2 separate regions of the Mus musculus genome follow, and region 2 is linked to region 1. A link is a contact called in public HiChIP or PLAC-seq data. All regions are on one chromosome and are shown on one strand. The core of a region is the stretch at or near the end of the contact, and the rest is flanking DNA. Distances in the headings are between cores, read along the strand shown. Region 1 overlaps Lrmp (lymphoid-restricted membrane protein). Region 2 has its middle 7.6 kb from the start of Gm38926.

Region 1 (2,700 bases), core at 84-2,583:
CAGGCAAATGCTTCTTTTGTGTAGCTCTCCTGCTGTCCGCCTTTTCCCGTTGGCAGAGTCTGGATCAGACATTTTGCACATGGCTTCTGGTGACCTTGACTGCAAACCTCTCTGTGAGAAGGAGGAGGAAGCAAGAGCCGCCTCTGCCATGCAAGGTACAATGTCGATGAACTCCAGGGCAACATGTGAGCAAGCCCCTAAGTGGGGCCTACAAACTAGAAAAGCCAGTGGGAACAAAAATCACAATATATTATAGTAGGCCTTACATATTGCCATCTGACAGAAACTGACTGGATTCAGTCAGGTCTGATCAGCTGGTAGGAGAGAGAGAGCACACCCTTAGAATAATGATGAGAAAATCAGGTCGGAATAATGGAACTGTTAGCCCAGGTCCACTAGGAATCCAGGGAACCAGCCAGGCAGGCTGATCAGGTAGGTCCATATGGCTCCCAAGGCAAAGCACTTCTCTATGGCCATCTCCAGTGAGACATCATTATGGCTGACAAATTTTAAGATGCTGACTGGCCTAGAACTCACTATGTAGACCAGGCTGGCTTTAAACTCACCACACCTGGCTAAATCCTATGCCTTTTGATTCCAGAACCTTCAGTTGTATGTAGGTCTAAAATTGGAGGGAAAACTGAAAACTTCCATGGGGAAAAATAATATTTTTTTTAAAAATGATATCTATTTTGTTATTCTTTCTTTTTAAAATTATATATATATATATACACTGTCTTCAGACACACTAGAAGAGGGCATCGTATCCTGTTACAGGTGGTTGTAAGTCACCCTGTGGTTGCTGGGAATTGAACTCAAGAACTCTGGAAGGACCACTGAGCCACCTCTCCAGCCCTTATTATTTCTTATAGTCTTTTATAACACTGTAGGCTGATTGTTTCTTGAGAAGTGCCACATGTTAGGTAGTGTTCTCCCAGCATTCTGTGCACTGTGCAAAATGAACAGAACTTACCAAGCATGACATTGTCCCCAAAGGGTCCCTTTGCCCAGTTTCATGCTCTGAAGCATCCATGCTTGGTGGAATGCCTTGATCATTACCAGCCCTGTATATACCACAGGGCTTCTGGCATTAGAAAAAGGCATAAAGAAACACTCAGTCCTCCGTTTGAAAGGGCACTCTACAGACTGGGGAACTTTCTGCAGCTCAGCTCCTGCGAAGGCATAGGGGGTGGGGGGCGGGCCTCCTCCGTTTGTGCAGAGCAGACTTCGTGCTGCGGGGCCTCTGACTGCAGTCACGTGCCAGCCTCTGTCCTTTGCTGGTCTACCCACATCACCACCCTGCTGCTTCTTCCTCTTTTGATTGATGCATCTCCAGCCCTTCCCTGTGTTTCCTCTTCTTACAGGCACCAGCCTAGCTCCTGCTGCTTATGGAGACTACACGAGTGTGGGCGTGGCCAAGGCTGCATCCCAGCTGGTGAGGAAACAGTGATAAGCTGTAGGATCTGTCCCTCTGAATTTATGTCACACTCTTTAGAAGTCTCATCGTACACTTTCAAGATATTAAGAGAAAAATCTAACTTACTAGAATTTAGTTATACAGCCCGGGTATTACTGACTTGGGCAAGGTCACACACTGAGCTCCAGTGTAGACAGCCTTGTTCCACACTGTCATGCACTCATTCACTCACTCATTAATGCGTCAGACGTCAACCAGAAACAAGGTGATGAGGGCATTACTGCACATGGTTGAGCAAAACAGCAGCTATGAGTGAATGTGTGACAATGTGTGTGAGTGTGTACATGTGTATGAGTGTGTGTGCACATGTGAGAGTGGGTGTGCACATGTGAAAGCGTGTGTGCGCATGTGTATATGAGTATGTGAGAGTATATGTGTGTGCATGTCATATGAATGTGTGTGAGAAAGTGAGTGTGTGTGAGTATATGTGTATGTGCATGTCATGTGAGTGTGTGTGAGAAAATGTGTGTGTGTGAGTATATGTATATGTGCATGTCATGTGAGTGTGTTTGAGAATGTGTGTATGTGAGTGTGTGTGTCTGTAGGATGTCTCAGCAGAAGACTGAGGCCTATGTGTGTGAGTGTGTAAGAGTGTGTGTGAGTGTGTGCATGTGTTTGTGTGTGTAGGATATCAGCATAAGACTCTGAGGAGGCCTGGGAGAGTATGTTTGTGTGTGTGTCTGGTGTGTGTGTGTGTGTGTGCTCACAGCATGCTGATCAGACATCCCAGTCACTGGTATCAGAGCCCAAAAGGTCACAGAGGAAGAGCCATGGGGGTGGCATAGAAGGCAGACTAGAAGTACTGAGGCTGTGGAATATATTATTATAAGGTTAACACAAAGACCCACAGAAAGCAGGGGAACTCCGCCCATGAGGAAAGACCCACTGAGAGGCTGGAGGCTGCACTCTAGCTTCACGGATCTCCAAGGCTCTTTATGTTTTGCTCCTTCAAGTGTGTGAGAGTGTGTGTGTATGAGTGTGTGAAGTGTGTGTGTGAATGTGTATATGAATGTGTGTGAGAGTGTATGAGAGTGTGTTTGAGTGTGTGTATGAATGTGTGTGAGAGTATATGAGAGTGTGTGTGAGTGTGTTTGTATGAATGCGTTTGTGTGAGTGTATGTGAGAGTATGTATGTCTCAAAGGTGACTGATGGGTCTGTTATTTGGAATTATCCTTTAGTATGGGGTGTAGCTAAGATGCCACACTGTCTACTATAGAAGCCT
Region 2 (2,769 bases), core at 153-2,652, 190 kb after region 1:
AGCAACGTTAAATCCTGCACTGGATCTGCTCCGAGTGTGAGACCAACCTGGGCTACACAGCTTCAGGTCAGCCTGGTCTGTAGAGATCTATGTCAAGCACACCTTTCTAAGGAAGAACAATAACAACAACAACAACAAAAACCAAACAGACAGACAGTCAAACAAACAAAAAAACAAGAAGGGACCAGGCACACCCCAGACCCTTTGGTGGGTAACAACCCAATCTTGGCTTACTGAGAACTGTATTTGTGGAGGTAGCTGAGAAGCCTTTGTGTCCTGCATACTAGTGAGGGTCTCCCCATTCGCCATCTGTTCGTTAGGTTAGGGTGGTAATCATAGCACTTTAGGTTAGCTCCTTTCTACAAACCCATCTAACAGCCTGATTGTCCTTAAACGAATCTGAGGTCTGTGTCATTATACACTCAGGTGAACAGGCACCCAGGCATACTAAACTTGGTCAGTGTCTCCCTAGGGCAGCACCCAGTGCCTGAGCTCACCGTCAAGACCAAATTCTGCTATAAGATAGAGGTATAGGGGAGGAGGAGAGAGGAAGCCAGCCAGCTTTGCAGACACCGGGTCCTATTCAGGGCTCCTCCGTCCTCTGATGTCATGCGCTTCCTGCTTTCGCACTGCAGAGTCTGGCGATCAGTCGACTGAAACGGGATGATCACCGCCACTATCTTGCATCTTATTTTCCATGATCACACTGTCACCTAGCCAACTGCCCCGCCCCCTAATCCCACGACTCTTGGCTTTCCAGCTCGTATTGTCTTCCCCTCCCCCCCCCTCCAGGAAGACGGCTTCCAAGCAGCAAGTACCAGGAAACCCCACTACTGGTGGTGACTCCGACTGAGGCTTGGGGTGGGGTCGGAGTGAATCTTCTGCTCTTGCTTGAGAGTCCAAATCCCTAGCTTAAAAAATGATTTAAAGTATATAATATACATATATATGTGTAAATTCGTATGTATAGTCAAGCTGGGCGCGATGGTGCACGACTGCAACATCGGTCTGCAAACTCAGACTTGAGGCAGGAGTTTCGCTGAGAGTTCGTGGACAGACCAGCTTGTGTTATACAGTGGTCTACAGTTCAGCTTAGGTTAGAGTTAGATTCTGTCCAAAGAGCTAAAAAAAAGAGAAAGGAAGGAAGGAAGAAAAGGGAAAGGAAGAAACATTAATTGTTCAAGTGACAGAGCTCTCCCTCTGTCCAGGAGCCCAGGCAAGGACCATTAGGAGCGGGGCGAGACCATTGCACTCTGCACTCTCCGTCCGGGCCCAGCCCCCTCCCCCCCTCGACACCCGCCACCGCGCAGCTCCGCGCCGCCGCCCAGCGAGCGGGAGACTCCCCAGGGCTCTTTAAATACGAGCTATAAATACCACCGGGCTCTGAGAGCACGTCACCGCCCCGCCGGCTTCCGATTGGCCGCTCTGGGTATCTCATTTGCATAGGGGCTGACACAACCGTGCCGCGACCTGGACGGGAGCGCGCCTGCCCCTCCCCGGCAAGACAGTGGGCGGAGTCGCCGGACCTGCCGACCGCCAGGTCTGAAGTAGGGCGGGGTGGGTTGGCATGTGTCCGTCATCCCTGCCTCGCAGAGGCTGAGACAGGAGGATTGCCTTGAGTTCCAGGCTGGCCTGGGCTATGTAAAAATGTGGAGAGAAAACTATACATATATACATATATATGAATATATATACACACATACACATATGTATGTGTGTGTGTATACACACACACATATATATACATATACATACATACACATATATACACATGCATATATTTTTAATGAAATAAAATGGGGCAGGTGGTGGTCCAGTAGGACGTCCTTCGCCTTCAGGGAACATCAGCTCTGCCCGCCGATTGACACTGGATCTTTTTGCTTTCTACGAAAAGTTTTCAAGGAGACCCGGGAGCAGATGCTGCGGGTGGCTCCTAGCGGCTAAATTTAAACCACGTGAGAGCTGACCCGCCACGGTTCTGTGAGATGACTGGCCACTCCGATGCTCAAAACAGACTGCGTGCTGTGGTCGCTGTAAGACGCAGCGAGCTGGAGAAGAAAGCCAGCAGGGCTCGGAGATGCAGGACTTACGATGTCTCCCGGTTTAGAACCAAATTTAAACTGCATCCGGGTGCGGTGGAGCTGAGGCAGGAGGATTGAAAGCCACGTAGTGAGATCCTATTTGCAAACAAACACCCAAGCCGAATTTAAAAAGCAAAAAACAGTGTCTCCCTCCAGCCGGGGGTTAAAAAGCCAGGTCCTGAAAGCAGGCGCGGCACATCCAGGAGGGTCTGTCAGGTTGTGCGAAGTAGTCAGACAAAAAGCACAAGCCACAAACATCTTACTAAATTATATTAATCGACGTTCTCCCGTGACATCTGTGTAGTCCTAAATAACCCAGAGCTCATTCAGCGACTTCATGTAACAGTGAAGACAATGCCTCAAAGCGGACTGCTTCGTAGTTTGCAGTTTTTTTTTTTTTTTCCTAAGAGAGAGAGACAGAGACAGAGAGACAAGTAAGCGCTTTGGATTCTAGCAAAAGAGCTCCCTCTGCTGGCAAATGCTTCACCATCACAGATACCCATAGACAAAGATGGGGCAGGCTGGTATCAGGACTCTCAGGGCGAGCTGCCAGAGCTTCAGGATGCTGTTAGGTGAAATCACAGATGCCATTTTTTTGGTTACTCTCAAGTAAATGAAATCATACAATTGTGAATGTTGCTTTATGTTTTTAACCCACACATGCCAATAAAAGCCATTTTTAAAAACC

Evidence for each region. HiChIP or PLAC-seq counts read pairs in DNA pulled down with a chosen protein or histone mark.
Region 2: a contact with region 1 is called in an H3K4me3 HiChIP or PLAC-seq map of bone marrow-derived macrophages, with 2.2 times the contacts expected there. The contact joins two enhancer-like sites. A contact is called at or near these places in 10 of 115 datasets of contacts at active chromatin or transcription factors (bone marrow-derived macrophages, double positive thymocytes, effector CD8 T cells and 4 more) and 3 of 9 other capture datasets (adipose tissue, embryonic stem cells and liver).

What each region holds. Positions count from the first base shown.
Region 1 is chr6:145,147,923-145,150,622 of GRCm38.p6, forward strand. Lrmp (lymphoid-restricted membrane protein) reads left to right here. Exons shown (of 19, transcript NM_008511.4): 6 at 57-155; 7 at 1,365-1,435. Among named protein-coding and RNA genes, the nearest start is that of Lrmp, 28 kb to the left of the region's middle. Within about 2 kb of position 1,334, at least 45 of the 459 cell types and tissues checked have an H3K27ac peak or open chromatin away from gene starts, as enhancers often do. A contact at or near this core is called in bone marrow-derived macrophages and regulatory T cell precursor, where this site is marked.
Region 2 is chr6:145,339,454-145,342,222 of GRCm38.p6, forward strand. No RefSeq gene overlaps it. Among named protein-coding and RNA genes, the nearest start is that of Gm38926, 7.6 kb to the right of the region's middle. Within about 2 kb of position 1,403, at least 422 of the 459 cell types and tissues checked have an H3K27ac peak or open chromatin away from gene starts, as enhancers often do. A contact at or near this core is called in bone marrow-derived macrophages and regulatory T cell precursor, where this site is marked.